2 separate regions of the Zea mays genome follow, and region 2 is linked to region 1. A link is a contact called in public Hi-C data. All regions are on one chromosome and are shown on one strand. Each heading gives the region's core, a stretch centred on a gene start, on an enhancer-like site or on the middle of the called end of the contact. The rest is flanking DNA. Distances are from core to core; before and after follow the strand shown.

The links. Hi-C and Micro-C count contacts between places; a contact is called where the count stands out from the background.
Region 2: a Hi-C map of ear shows a contact between it and region 1, with 2.6 times the contacts expected there. The contact joins the promoter of LOC100281577 here to the promoter of LOC100193860 in region 1. A contact is called at or near these places in 2 of 25 Hi-C or Micro-C datasets (ear and tassel).

The regions. Positions count from the first base shown.
Region 1 is chr5:171,248,395-171,255,783 of Zm-B73-REFERENCE-NAM-5.0, forward strand. LOC100193860 reads right to left here and starts at 4,245. Exons shown (of 6, transcript NM_001138940.1): 1 at 3,917-4,245; 2 at 3,284-3,399; 3 at 2,869-2,995; 4 at 1,172-1,320; 5 at 1,011-1,073; 6 at 701-929. The coding sequence starts at 4,183. The coding sequence ends at 902. It overlaps LOC100276565, which reads left to right and starts at 3,921. Exons shown (of 2, transcript XM_008683418.3): 1 at 3,921-5,692; 2 at 5,833-6,734. The coding sequence starts at 4,421. The coding sequence ends at 5,602.
Region 2 is chr5:171,520,026-171,527,414 of Zm-B73-REFERENCE-NAM-5.0, forward strand. LOC100281577 reads right to left here and starts at 3,486. Exons shown (of 2, transcript NM_001368321.1): 1 at 2,685-3,486; 2 at 264-1,641. The coding sequence starts at 3,086. The coding sequence ends at 517.

The DNA.
Region 1 (7,389 bases), core at 2,995-5,494:
AGCTGTGAAGTTTGCCGAGAAGATTTTTAATATCCGGGGTGGTGGTGCCTCGCCAAATTTCCATTTGAAGAGAAAATTGCACTGTGATTCCTTCTACGAACTGTCGTGGCTTAACATTTAGAGCCCTAAATTAATTAAAAGCTTTCTTGGCTTACAAACTGGCGTCATTTGTTTGGCAGCGTGGTAGATCTCACTACTACGCCGTACATGAATTTCAGAAGTTCCATCAACCTGCACCGCTGCTTCATCTTAAAACACCATGAATTTCAGTAGTTTCATCAACCTGCACCGCTGCTTCATCTTAAAACAGTCCCCTCTTTAGAAATCAGAAGCACGGCCACGGCCACGGCCACACCCACCAGGTGACCGGTTCTAGCTCACCTCCAGTCAGGCTGTTCGAACTCGCCTGACACACTGAAGCTGCTGTATACTAGCTCTGTTTTCGAATATTTGTCCCTAAAAAAACGGAGGGAGTACTATACAGGGCCAGGAAGCACACCGTTTAGTTTCTATAAACCAGTTTCTTAAAAACTGGTTGCTTCTAAACAGGCCTAGTCATCTTGTCGGAACTTGTTAGCCTCTAGAAAGCAATATTTATTTCCTCGTTGATTCACTCAAGTATACACGACAGCCGGTCACGCCAAATTAATCCATCAACCTTGTTTCCAACATATTTGCATAATGTAGAGAATGCCAGTTTAAATTTGAATAAGATGCGTATAAATACCTGTTGTTCAGAATTTAATAGGATCGATGCAAACTGATCGGCCAAAAAACAATTAACTACAGCACAACTAAATTCTTGCTTGCTTGCCTAGAAAGTTTATTAAGAAACTAGAGACGGCATCGCTTTCAAACCCTATGCAACCCAGAAAGAACCAGCTGTCGACAATTGTGACTGCTACTTTGCTTGAACCAGCTCGGGGTCCCTAACAAATCCAAACATAACTAGATCAGGTCAAGGAAAAGTAAGAGATGGAAACATGGAAGGCTAGTGCAACGATCCAAACCTTTTAATTTGGTCGAGTATGAGAAGTCTGGGTCCAGGAGGAATCTTCACATCTCTCAGAGCACTGGTGCAACAGAAAAGGATATATCAATATATACCCAACAAATGTTTCTCATCCTTGTCTCTTGTCAGTCTATAAGACTAAGGAGAAGAACTGTTTACCTGTCCGTAAGGAGTGGTAACGTTTGATCATTGAGGAGACCCCTCTTGAAATTCTTCTCATACTTTTCAAGACCCAGTTTGTGCAGCATGCTTCTTGTCCGAGAGTAGTATGTATCTTCACTTGGTGGCTTTGAGAATTTCTGCCCGATCTACATCCAGTAGATTCCAAATGGAGAATAAGTATATCACATAACAGTACTGATTAGCAAATAGTCGGTTGTTCTTTGTGATAAGATCATTCAAGTAGTGATTTCAACAAAAAAAAATATATATATATAGCACTGCCAAAATATAGGTTAGATTCCAGAAACTTGTTCAAATAATTTTGCAAGCAAACAAAACTTAGCAGAAAGGAGCATTCATTCTACTAAACCATAATTATTTCATCAGAATATTATAAATAATACTCCCTAAATCCATTTCATGAATTCCATCTAAACCCGCTAATGGTCCAAGATCCAATCTAAATCCAGACCAATCAACGCACATTTTTAACCCCCACCAACTATTCCTGCAACTGCACCATCCAAATAAACTCGACCTGCGGGGGGTGAGAGTAAGACAACCCCCGAGTATTATATTAAGAAGAAGATCTCGTGTAGATCGAGAAAACCTCCAAACCCTTGCTCCACCCATACACAACGGCACCATATCCCTGTGAGAATGACCAGGGACCGGAGACCAGGCCTTAGATCTGTGCTTTGGCGTGGGACAGATAAGAGGATTTTTTTACCCCTAAACTAAAATTCACTCCTACGGGGAGTCAAACTCAGGACCTGAGGGGTGACCAACTCAGCAAGAGGCCCTTTCGCGCCTGCACCATTCAAACCACTACAAACCGCAAGTGTGCCTCACCCTAATCCAAAACCAACTGTTTACCAGACCATGGATTCAACCTATTAACAACGCATCTGCAACCCACATGATTCCCTGACAGACACTAGAAGCAAATCGATGGGCTGACCACTACACTGCCTGTAGTCCCTGCACCTATGGCAGTCCTCACTGTGGCGATGGACAAAGCCTCGGGGAAAGCTCGCCCGAGGATAATGAGGTGTCGTTGATTGTGCAACCACAAGGCCAAGGAGCAGTCATCGTCATGGGTGCGTGTTATTCTTATTTGCATGGTTTTTAAAGCGGTATGGCGAGCCAAGGCATTGGACTGCCGCCTAGATGCATAGGCGAGGTAGGCGAGCAAGGCGCCTAGGCATTGGACCACCGCTTGGGCGCCTAGGCAACGCCTTTAAAACAGTGATTTATGTTTTCAATTTGCTTTCACAGAACTGCAGGCCTATAGGTAGTTTGCGCATATGTCTGAATTCTGATGCCTATGTTCATGTAGCATATTTCATGGCAAAGCTTGTAAAAAATAAACAAAATACAGTAATGTGTGAGCCCCTTGTGCAGATTTTAGGTTCCACAATTTCATACAAGCATGGTATGTTGCTAGGCCAAACTAGAAAGCAAGGGGAAAACTTGAATTGGCTGATGTACAACAATTTAATAGAAAAACTAAATGTCCAATACATACTTTCCACAGATATGACAACATTCCTGTCTCGAGCTCAATCTCTCTTAAAGAGGAAATGGCAATGAACTAGGCAATACAATATACATATAAAATATTCATACCAATGAACTATAGCAGTAAAGTGACTCCATATTTAATTAATTGACAAAGATAGCAAGGTGCTTACCATGAAAAAGCCACCTTGAAATACTGCAAAAGCAACACCAGTTGTAACTGCATTTGCTACTGGATTAGGAGTTCCCATTCCGCTCACTATGGAGAAAAGAGCACCAGAACCGAAAGCAGCTGCCATGCTATACAAACATGACATTATCAAACATAAAGGAACACTCTAATTAATAAACTAGGATTTTTTTAAGCCAAGGATTAACTACAAATAACATATTGAATCAAGATACCATTTTTGCACCAAATACGCAAAAGAAATATAAGAATTACCAGCTTTGATTCAGATATATGAAGGTATTAAGATGTGCACATCTTGACATTAGTGAGATTAAATCAAACACATTGAGTACTTTAGTGAACTGTGAACGCTCCCTGAAATGTATGGAAGATAAAATAAAATTATGAACCCCCACCTGCCCTGGATATCCTCTTTCCCTCGTATCCTTCTCATGACACAAGATATGCCTGCGTTTGCACCGGTCATGACTGCAAAGTTCCGGGCTTGCACCAAAGGTCCACCAGCTAAAGCCTACAAATCACCCTGTTAGCATCGATATGCAAAATAATTGAACAAAAATATCACTATAAGGCACAGGAGTGATGGTTACAGCTTACAAATAAGTGAGCATTTCCTCAAATTTGTTTTGGGAGTAGTTATTGAACACAATGGATGATCCAAATAGTATATTGCTTTATGCAATTCATAGTCAATTGCTAGTTTTCTCTTAACCATATGATTATTGGTTACATTCAATTACATACAATGTTGTCCCAGACTCACACCAGCGATTACCCCATATCTAAACACAGTAAATTGCAGACAGAACTCACCCTATACGAGTCATTGTAATTAATAATAACCTTCATGCTACGATTACCGTCAAATCGTGGAACAGGCTAGAGAAACTAATGGTGAATTGCTTCCTTCCGCGGACAAACACTCTAAATGGATTGGATTAATCATCTGTAATTGCAATTTCGGAGCAAAAGACGAATTTTACACATATAAGCTACGTAAATCACCCAAGACGAGATTGGTTGACAACCTGGGCCTGCTTGAACGACGCCATGGCCTCTGGGTTGGCGTTGGGCGGCGGCTGCGGGATGGGGAACGGCGACCCGCCGTCAGCTGTGAGCGAGCCCATGAGCCCACCCAGAGCCCCGCCCTGCACCGCCCCCACGGCCGTGGTCACCGCGGCCTCGATTTGGATGGGTTGCTTCGCCATCCACGCGCGGAACCCGGCCTCAATCGCCTTCACGCGCCCGCTCCACTCCTCCAGAGGGTTGCTCACGCCGCGTAAACCCCCAGCCATCACCGCCGACGACGGCGAGGTCTTCAACGCCACGGCCGAATCCTCCCCTCGCTTGCCGTCCGCCATATCTCGTGACCTCGCGTTTCTCGCTCTCTCGGCGGCCACGCTTTATTATCCCCTCGGTATCTTCGCTTAACCTCGGCGGGCCTCCTCGTACGGCCGGCCCAACATTTCATTTCATTTCATTAGGCCCAACTAAACGAGCACCTGGGCAGCGCGTCTCGCCGGCGCTTTCCCATGGCGTGGCGATGGCTGCGCTCAGCGACGAGGAGGGGCTGGTGGAACGCGGCGCCGTCAGGGACGCCGTTGTTTGCGGCGGAGCAGCGCGCGACGTTGGTGAACGTGAAGGTGAAGTGGGTCAAGGACCGGGCCCTCGACGCTGCAGTGTCGCGGGAGCGGCACCTCCGCACCGCCCACCACCTGCTCGACCTCGTGTTCTCCCGGCCCGGCCACCGCGTCTCGCGGTCGGACCTCCTCGCTGAAAAGTCCGCTCGAAGGATATGTGGTTCCGCACACTCTTTGCTCGAGTTCCTCAGGAGATACCATACCATGTTCACGTTGTCCCGCGGCGGCGTGTCGCCGACAGACATGGCGTTCGTCCTGCGGCAGCGGGAGGTAGATTGTCTCTTCGCCACCGAGGGCGACCTCGTCGCCCGCCTCCGCCGTCTCCTCATGCTCACTCTCCCCCGTTCGCTCCCGCTCCACACCGTCGACCTTCTCCGCTGGGACCTTGGCCTGCCCAGCGATTACCAGGACTCCATCCTCCCCCGCTACCCTGACCACTTCGCCCTTGAGCAGCCGGAGGGCGACGAGCGCGTCTGGCTCCGCCTCCTCTCCTGGGACGATCTTCTCGCCGTCTCCGAGCTTGAGAAGAGCGCTGACGGAGGCGATACCACCTGCATCCCCTTCCCGGTGAGCTTCACTAGGGGTTATGGTCTGAGAAGCAAGTGCATGTCCTGGCTACGGGAGTGGCAGGCGCTGCCATACACCAGCCCATACGCTGACGCTTCAGGCCTCGACCGCCGCACAGACGTGTCGGAGAAGCGGAATGTGGGAGTGTTCCATGAGCTGCTGCACCTCACTGTGGCGAAGAGAACGGAGCGCCAGAATGTGAGCAATATGAGGAAGCTGCTTGGCATGCCGCAGAAGTTCACCAAGGTGTTCGAACGCCACCCTGGCATTTTTTACCTGTCCAGGGTTTGTGGCACTCAGATGGTTGTTCTTAGAGAAGCTTACGGCGGTGGAAGCCAGCTGCTTGAGAAGCATGCACATCCGCTTGTTGCTATCAGGGAAGAGTACTCCACTTTGTTGAGGGCAGCATTGCCACCAAGGACGAGGGGTAGAGAAAGACATGGTTCTTTTAGCAGGCAGCATGAGGGATGTGTGGTGGGAGGAGATGAATTTGAACTCTCCAAGTGAATGCACTTTAATTTATGTCTATCTGGTGTGCACTGGATATATCATGGATGCTCTGGATCCAAGAGGACAATCTCTAAACGTGTTGAACAGGTGCTCTGCGAATGATTCAGTGGGTATATGTCGTGATTGCTTCATCTGAACTTACATTATTATTCTGTTTGCGATTGCCCACCTTTATGCAGTGTTTATCCTAAGAATGCTGACAAATTTATCATTTCTTGCTTGTGCAGTTTGTGGCCGAGCTTATGTTGTAAACTTGTAATGCATGTTGTTATGGACCAAGAAAAACAGACCTGGGGTTCATTGGATTTTACATTACTTCATTCAATTGACGGCATCTTATGGAAGTTTTCATAATGGTAACCTGGCATCTGTATGCAGAGAATTGGTATTATCTTCCAGAGTTAGAAATCAGATTTGGGGCTTGGAAAAAGGATTTCACTGACGCATTCTGTATGCAGCTCCACTGAATCAAATAAGAAGCAAGGCTTGTTGCTGGCTTGTCTATTTTCGCTCTCCTATCATTTTCAATGAGCTCTCAGCTTTTGCTCTTAGTTTTCATCCTTTTTTCCTTTGAGGAAAATTTTGCCCTTCCTTATTGTACTTGCCTCGAAATTTGACAACCAGACACTTGAATTGCTTTTTTACCGTGAGAAGTCATGTAACATGAATCAGAAGACATTTCCTTCCAGAGGGGTGTCCTCACTGTGATCAAGCTAAGGAATCCATAAACCATCTTCACCTTTCTTGCATCCTTGTCAGAGTTTTTTTGTTCAGGCTATTCCAAATAGTAGGCCTACAAATCCTTGACATTCAGATTGGAGAAGAGTTCTTTGATGATTCGTGGGAGAAGATTATTCTTGCTGCTGGAGGATAATTGCAGAAAGACCTCAGCTCCTTTGTGATTCTTGGGTCTTGGACCATCTAGAATCACCGCAACATAAGTGTTTATGATGGGTGTCCTCTTGTTTGGCTAGAGCCTTATTTCTTGCTAGCCAGAAAATTCAGTTGTGGGGTTTGGCTGGGGCTAAAGGTATTTTTACCTTTTCATCTAGTTGTCGCAGAAGTGTGTGCGTTCTTTAGGTTGTGGCCGTATTCTTTTTCTTGGTGCAAAGGTGATTTATACAAGTTTCTTTTTGGGTGTGTGTTATAGATGGCCAAATGGGCCGTGCCTAACGGGCCGGCCCGAAGCACGGCCCGTTTAATAGTGTCGGGCTAGGCCCGACACGAGAACTGTGCCGTGCTTGGGCCGCTGGCTCGGCCCGCAGTGCCAGCCCGGCCCGGCACGATTATATGTTTTTTATTTTATAAAACATAGTATATATATATTAACATTTTATATTCGATATTTACAACAAATACACTAGAGTTCTACTGGTTAGTCTGTTTCAGTTAGTGCGTTCCTCCTGTTGGAGGGAGGGCGCGGGTTCAAATCCTCGTCCATACACTTAACGGGCCGGCCCGGCACGACTACCAGGCCGGCGTGCCGTGCTTGGGCCGTGGCTGCGGCACGCGGGCCGGCCGGGCACGGCCCAATTATCCGTCGGGCCTAACGGGCCCGGGCCGGGCCGCCCGTTTGGGCATCTATAGTGTGTGTGGTGTTTTGTAAGGTCCTCCTCTTTTAATACAATAATACACAGTTCTCATACATGTTTGAGAAAAAAAAAGCGTACTCTGATTCTATGGAATAAAATTGTAAATTAGTTCTATAAAATGACACCCACCAGGTAAGAATGGAACACAGTGATGCGGCCACCTCTGGAGGGCCTCTTTGGCGACCGTAGAGG
Region 2 (7,389 bases), core at 2,236-4,735, 270 kb after region 1:
GTATATCCATCTAGAGAAATATGTCCTCCTCACGATCGCTGTAGGAAGACCATAAATTTAACAAAAATATCTGTCCACAGGATAGCACGCTGATAAACAGAATTCAGCCACTTCTTGGCATTCAGCAGCACATCAGTACATCGCTTGGTTCTCTGAGAACGGATTTTTTTTTAAATCCCATTACTCATTGCAAGACATTCGCAAGTAGCAACTAGCAAGTAAAAGAATCAGAACAAAAACATAAATGGAAACAAAAAAAAAAAGAATCGGCCAGAGCAGTTAACAGCTGCTCTGAAGAAATCACTAGGATACAAGTTTCCATTCAAAAACACCGGGGGTGAATAAATGGGAAACAAAAACATACTACTGCTGCTGCTACTACTAAGTGCCATAGTAGGCGAGTTCATCAGCCTCGCTCCAAAATACCGAAGTAACTATAGCAATCTCCATAAGTTAATTGTAGCACTTCAGTGGATGAAGCACCACCATACTGTCTGTCTGACAACGGAAATTCGTCTACAGCTTCTTCATGCTTGGCTGCTGCTGAAGAGCAGGGTCATCGATAGCACACTTGTCCAGCTGCAGATCAGCCTCATCCAGTGCCTGGAAATCAAGCTCCCAGAATCTCTCAGGCCTGTTGGCGATGTCCATCAGATAGGGATCACTAGCATGGCTACCGAAAGCTTGTTGGCTAGTGCCACTGCAAGAGCTTTGCAGGGCTGCCGAAGCATCAACGCCCCATATTTGCTCATCGTCAGCGGCCATCATGCTGCCTGCCGTCCCTAGCATGGTGCCTGAAAGCAGCCCCATGTTGTCAGGCAATGGACTGAGGCAGTCGCCTTCGGAGGAGGTAGCGTCCAGTCCTGGACACAGCACATTCTTTCCCTTGAACCTGCCGATTGTGGGATCTCGAGCAAGAGGGCCAGAAGCTGGAGGCATCTCCTGTAGCTCAGCTCCACTGCCGAGGTCAAGTTCCTCTTGTGTGTCGAACCCCTGAATCAGTTCTCCAATATCATCTGTTGCCTCGGTGCCTTCAAGCCCGGTGTTTTCTGAATCCATGCCGAAGTTGAGGTCATCATCTTCCAAAAGAAAGTTCTGAAGCTCCGTGATGTCGTCATGCACGCTTGTAGTTGTAGCCATGGGGGAACTCACAGCGAAATACGAACCATTCTCTCCGGCGTGCTGTGAGCTGGATTCACCTGACTCTACGCTGCCATGAGGAACATGTTTGAGAAACTTTCTTTTCACCCTGGTGGAGTCGATCTCCTTCTTCTCCCTGTGCAGCTTCAGCTTCCTCACGAAACTCGGGTTCTGAAGGAGCTTGGCCAGGAAAGAGACCATCTGCCTCTGCCGGTCCTCTGCAGATTCCAGCCTGTGATTCAGCGTGCTCATTTGCTCAATTGTCTGGCGGTGTTCCTGTTTCAACCTTGCTACTTCTTCAAGCAGCGCGTTCTTCTCTCTCCTCAGCGTGTGGAGCTCAGGGTCCAAGCTGGACTCTCCAGAAGAAGAGCCAGGCTGAACGCTGCTTTGTTTTGTTGGGGAGGACCTGCGCCTGACAATCCTCTTCAATAGATGCTTGCTATCTCGCAGGAAATCTTCGTGAGCAAACTCCCATCTGTCAGCATGAACCTTGCGGAAACCCTGAGTACATTAAACAAGGTAGACAGAGTTATAACTACCAGAAAACAACAAAACAGATCCAATTTTTTTTCTTAAAGAAAACAATTAGCTACGCTAGAACTGTTCAAACGAATGTAAACATGCGATGAATTCCATTTGATGCAGTAATAAGCTAAAGCCTCATTCATAATGAGATCTCCACCTAAACCTACACCAAGTAACTAGCTACCAATTATCACTACCCAAGAACTAAACATCTATCAAGAATCAGCACTAAGATCTCCCAACCTCATCATTGACAATCAGGAAACTAATTTCAGAGTATCGAAGCAAGAGGCACATGCTTCAAGAAAGTACAGCAAACATGGAGAAAAGGTAAGCTGTAAGAGGTAGACGAGCACTATGCCAATCGCCCAATCCTGGGAAGACTGGGGCAGAGTGTTTAGCCGAAAATGCATAGCCACACAATGCAGCAAACAACCAACAAAACATTATGCAGCACTTGACCGGGAAATGAGAACGAATGTGCAGCTAGCCCTACTGCTGTACACTCCAAGAAGAAAGAATCGAATTGCAACAGAGGTGCGTATGCACATGTGGATCGTGAAGCTTACCTTGCATAGCGTCGCGTCCCGTGAAACGGATTAGCCTTTGCCCATCACAGGATCTACTCCTCAGGATTGCCTCAATCCTAATCCAATTTATAATTTGGTGCGGCCAGTTTTGATGCGTGTTACATGACGCGGTTCAGCTCAAGGAAGAAAGCAAGAACAGAGTACACACTCCATTTACAGGGCAGTTTTATACATGACTCACACGATACAACACCAATTAACAACCAAAAGAGAAACAAATCCGCAGCAATATCTCCATAGGCACTCTACACGTCAGCGGAATTTTTACTTAGGCGTACGGTACCCAAGATGATCAATAGCATAACAGGGGTCAGGGGGGGGGGGGGGGGGGGGGGGGGGCATGAGCCGAAGCAGAGCATTCCAACAACAGAGCGACGGATTGTGATTTGTGAGGGGAAACAGAGGAACGGAAGAGTTGTGTGTACGCACATAGGTGTTGAGCTGCCTGACGAAGCTGGAGAAATTGTTGTGCTTGAAGTTGTGCGGCAGCACGTCGCGCGCGAAGGTGGAGGGGTCCCACACGACGAAGCTGTTCCCGGCAGCGCCCCAGGAGATGACCCCGTCCAGCGCCGGCTCGTTCACCAGGTCGTACGTCTTGGACAGGAAGGGCGGCAGCTGCGGGCCTTGCAGCAGCGCCTCCAGCGGGCGCGGTTCGGCCGGCACGGCCACCGCCGGCATCAGCTGGTCCAGGGACACGAAGGGGCCCGGGGACGCCAGCTGCTGCAGCGGCAACTCCTCGTCCTCGAGTTTGGGCTCCAGCAGCATCGCGACGGCGGCGGCGTACGGAGCATCGGGGTCATTAGCGTGCGCGGTGGGGCGGGCGCGGTGCATGGTGGCATACGACGGGCGCGGTTGGGGGCGCGGGTGTTGAGGATTAGGAGGCGGCGGAGGGAAATGGGCGGCGAGAGGCGGGGCGGCGAGAGGCGGGGCGGCGAGGAATTTATAGGCTTCGGGTGAACCGACATACTGTGGCCGGCCATCGGCTGGCGCTCCGCGTGGACAACCCGAGGGACTGCTGCTGCCGGGAGACCGGCTCAGAGATGGCCGGCCATGTATCTGTGTAGTATACCCGAGCCCGAGGGTGGTTTTGGTGGGCGATCGCGGCGGGCCCCGCGGCGGGATTCTGGCCACTTGGCGGCGGGGCAGGGCAGTCTCGTGGCTGCGGACCGCAGGGCAAGGCGGTGCGCGCACGCGCTACAGCTACAGGGTAGAGCGGCCGGAAAATATCTTGGGGGAAGGAAAGCGCAGCGCAGGCGAGAGGCGATGCGGGCGCCGGGAGGCGGAGGGGTTTGCTTGGGGGCGAAGAGAGGCCGGGATATTTTGGGGAAGTTGTTCAGGTGAGGCGTGTGGTGGCCCGTGGCCGTGGCAGGTGGCCGTGTCAGCGAGGGCGGTGGTGTGGAGCCCTCGTGTAAGCTGCCTGGCGCCGAGGCGGTGGTGGAAACTGGCCGTCGCCGGTTTGCGTCATCACGGGGTCATCCACGGCGGCCTCTGCCGACAACCGGCGCTGCCAACGAACGCAACAGGAACTCTGGGTCACGACTGAGATGGCCAAAAGGGCCGCTCGGCCCGCCAGACACCGTTAGAAAACCGAGTCAGACCGGCTAAACTCATGAGATCAATTTTCTGTCCGAGTTCGACCCGCAGCGGGTCTAAATAGAACGGTAAAAAGTGGGTTGAAAAGCGGGCTAAGCCGATCGGTAAACACGTTTTAGTGTAAAAAAACGGGCTTAACGGATTTAGAGGCAAACGACCCATGCTGGGCTAGCTCGCCATGCCTAATTTTTTGTCAAGCATAACCCGTTTATTTGTGCCGGACCGGTCTAGACCCAAAAAGCGAGCTTTGTGTTGGGCTCGCAGGCCTCGTGCTTATTGGTCATTTATAGTCACCACTCACGACGGTTGCATAATAAAACTGGTGGACGAACATGCAGACAAGACTAGGCGAGCCGAGTAGCGGACCAAACATTTTCCCCTCTTTTCTTAAACAAAATAATAATAAAGTGGTCCATGCAAATAGCATAAGTATCCAACTTTTTCATAGTAAGATTGAAATCTAATAAGTTTATGGTATAATTATTATAGTTTTTTTTCTATAAGTTTCGTTATTTTTTTTTTAAAATAACATAAGAATACTCTAAATTTAATCGTTTATTCAAAACCAGAGGGGATATTTTTGTGTTGTGTTTATTGTTTACGAATTACGATTCCTCCCGCTCTGTCTATTGCTAGTGCCCGATAACACTACTTTTATTTAAATTCTTTAGTCACAAAAATACTAAAAAATCACGTAAAGGATAGAAATTAAGAAAAGAACTACCTGATCAATTTCCTTCGTCTCCTTGCTCTTTTAAGCACGAGTCAGGATGTTTAGCTGTTTAAAGATTTTTTTTTCAAAAATGCAGGAGAACTATGTATTATTATATTAAGAAGAAAATGTGAGATAAAAAAATAAACCTCATATAATTCCGCACAAACCCACGCACTGAATGATAGTTAGAAATACAACAATAGCTGTTCAAATATATTAGATGTTGTAGTTGTGGCTTTCTCAGTATAACTTATTAGGGCCGAAAACGTGGCGAGCTGAGCTTGGCTTGGCTCAGTCGCATTGTGAGTTGAAAAATACGGCTCGGTTCGGATTCGTTCAGGCTTGTGAGTGAGAGCACCTAGAGGGGGTGAATAGGTGATCCTATAAAAACTTAAAACTTATAGCCACAAAACTTGGTTAAGTGTTAGAGAGATAATACGAAGTGACTATAAAGCGAGCTCTTGCGAATCACAACAATCATACAAAAAGCAATCACAAGAGACACGCGAGTTATCCCGTGGTTCGACAAGTACAACACTTGTCTACCTCCATGTTGTGGCGTCCCAATGGACGAGGGTTGCACTCATCTCCTTTCAAGTGATCCAATGATCAACTTGAATACCACGTTGTTCTTCTTTCTTTACTCTTTCCCGTTTGCAAGGAATCTCCACAACTTGGAGTCTCTCGCCCTTACAATGAGGATCAAAGTGAAAGCACTAGAGTAAGGGAGGTAAGCAACACACACAAATCCACAGCAATACGCGCACACACAGCTAAGAATTGAGCTCGAATGAATCGCAACAAGTTCACCACTAGAACAGAGCTCAAATCACTGAGAATATCAATTGAGTGCGTAAAGACGGAGTGTGAGAGATTAAGATTGCTCAAAGTATGCTTGGTGTGCTCCTCCATGCGCCTAGGGGTCCCTTTTATAGCCCCAAGGCAGCTAGGAGTCGTTGGAAGCAATCCAGGAAGGCAATTCTTGCCTTCTGTCGGGTGGCGCACCGGACAGTCCGGTGTACCACCGGACATCCACTGTTCACTGTCCGGTGCAGATTGCTTTCCTAAATTGGCGCAGCCGACCGTTGAAGATTTGGAGCCGTTGGCGCACCGGACACCGCCCGGTGCCCCCGTCCGACCGTTGGCTCGGCCACGCGTCACGCGCGGATTGTGCGGTCGACCGTTGGCGCAGTCGACCGTTGGCTCACCGGACAGTCCGGTGAATTTTAGCCGTACGCTGTTGACTGTTTCTCAAGAGCGGCGACTTCGCCGCAGACGACTCACCGGACAGTCCGGTGCACCACCGGACAGTCCGGTGATTTATAGCCGTACGCCGTCGTCGAGACCCGAGAGTAGGCTGTTCATCGGGTCTGGTCCTAGCACACCGGACACTGTCCGGTGCACCACCGGACAGTCCGGTGCACCCAGACTGAGCAGCCTTTTGGCTGTACATAGCCAACTTTTCTCCAAAACGATTTCTCCTGTTTCTAGCACTTAGACATAATACATTAGTCTTCAAAACAATGTACTAAGTCTAGAAACATACCTTTAATCTTGATTTGCACTTCTTGAGTCTTTGGCACAAATATCACTCAAAGCATTTGTGTGGATCACTTAATCACCAAAATCTTATAGAAACGGCCCAAGGGCACATTTCCCTTTCAATCTCCCCCTTTCTGGTGATTTATGCCAACACAACAAAAGGCAACTAAAGAAGTGCAACATCAATGCAAATGAGAACAAAAATTTGTTTTTGATTCAAATTTAGCATAATTGGATCATTCTTTGCCACCACTTGGTTTGTTTTTGCAAATCAAACTCAATTTCTTATCTCTAAGTCAAATTCACTTGTTGAGGCATAGAGAGAGGTATTCCAAGAGAAATTGATCAAAGATTCAAAAACTCCCCCTTTTTCCCATAATCAAACATTCCCCCCACAAGAGACCAACTTTTGACAATAAGAGACAATAAGAGTATCTTGCCAAAACAAAAACTCTAACTCTACTATTTTCAAAATTCTCAAGTGGTAGCCGATCCATTTCTTGCTTTGGCCTTAATTTCTCCCCCTTTGGCATTAAGCACCAAAACGGGATCATTTTTGGCCCTTAAACCTCATTGCCTCACCAAAATCTTCAATTAAGAGTAAAAAGGCAATAAGAGCATGGAGATGAACTTGGAGTAAATTACCCTCTCATCGGAGTGCAGTGGAAGTCTTGCATGGTCCAAGTTCACCTTTTCCCTTTCAATCATCCTTTGAGACCAGGTTAAGAAAACTCAAGCACACGGTTAGTCTCAAAGGGTCAAGTTGTAGCATTTCTCCCCCTAAATATGTGCAACATTCACATATGGACTTGTGAGGTCCGGGGATCCCTTGCACAACTTGAGCACCATAAATAAGCAATAACATGCATAAAGGAACATGATCAAAGGCATAAAACACATGTATGCTATAGATCAATCTAAGTTACGCGAATCTAAGACATTTAGCTCACTACGCAGCCTGCAAAAGGTCTTCTCATCTAGAGGCTTGGTAAAGATATCGGCTAGCTGGTTCTTGGTGCTAACATAAAACACTTCGATATCTCCCTTTTGTTGGTGGTCTCTCAAAAAGTGATGCCGGATGTCTATGTGCTTTGTGCGGCTGTGTTCAACAGGATTGTCCGCCATGCAGATAGCACTCTCATTGTCACATAGGAGTGGGACTTTGCTCAGATTGTAGCCAAAGTCCCGGAGGGTTTGCCTCATCCAAAGTAGTTGCGCGCAACACTGTCCTGCGGCAACATACTCGGCCTCAGCGGTGGATAGGGCAACAGAAGTTTGTTTCTT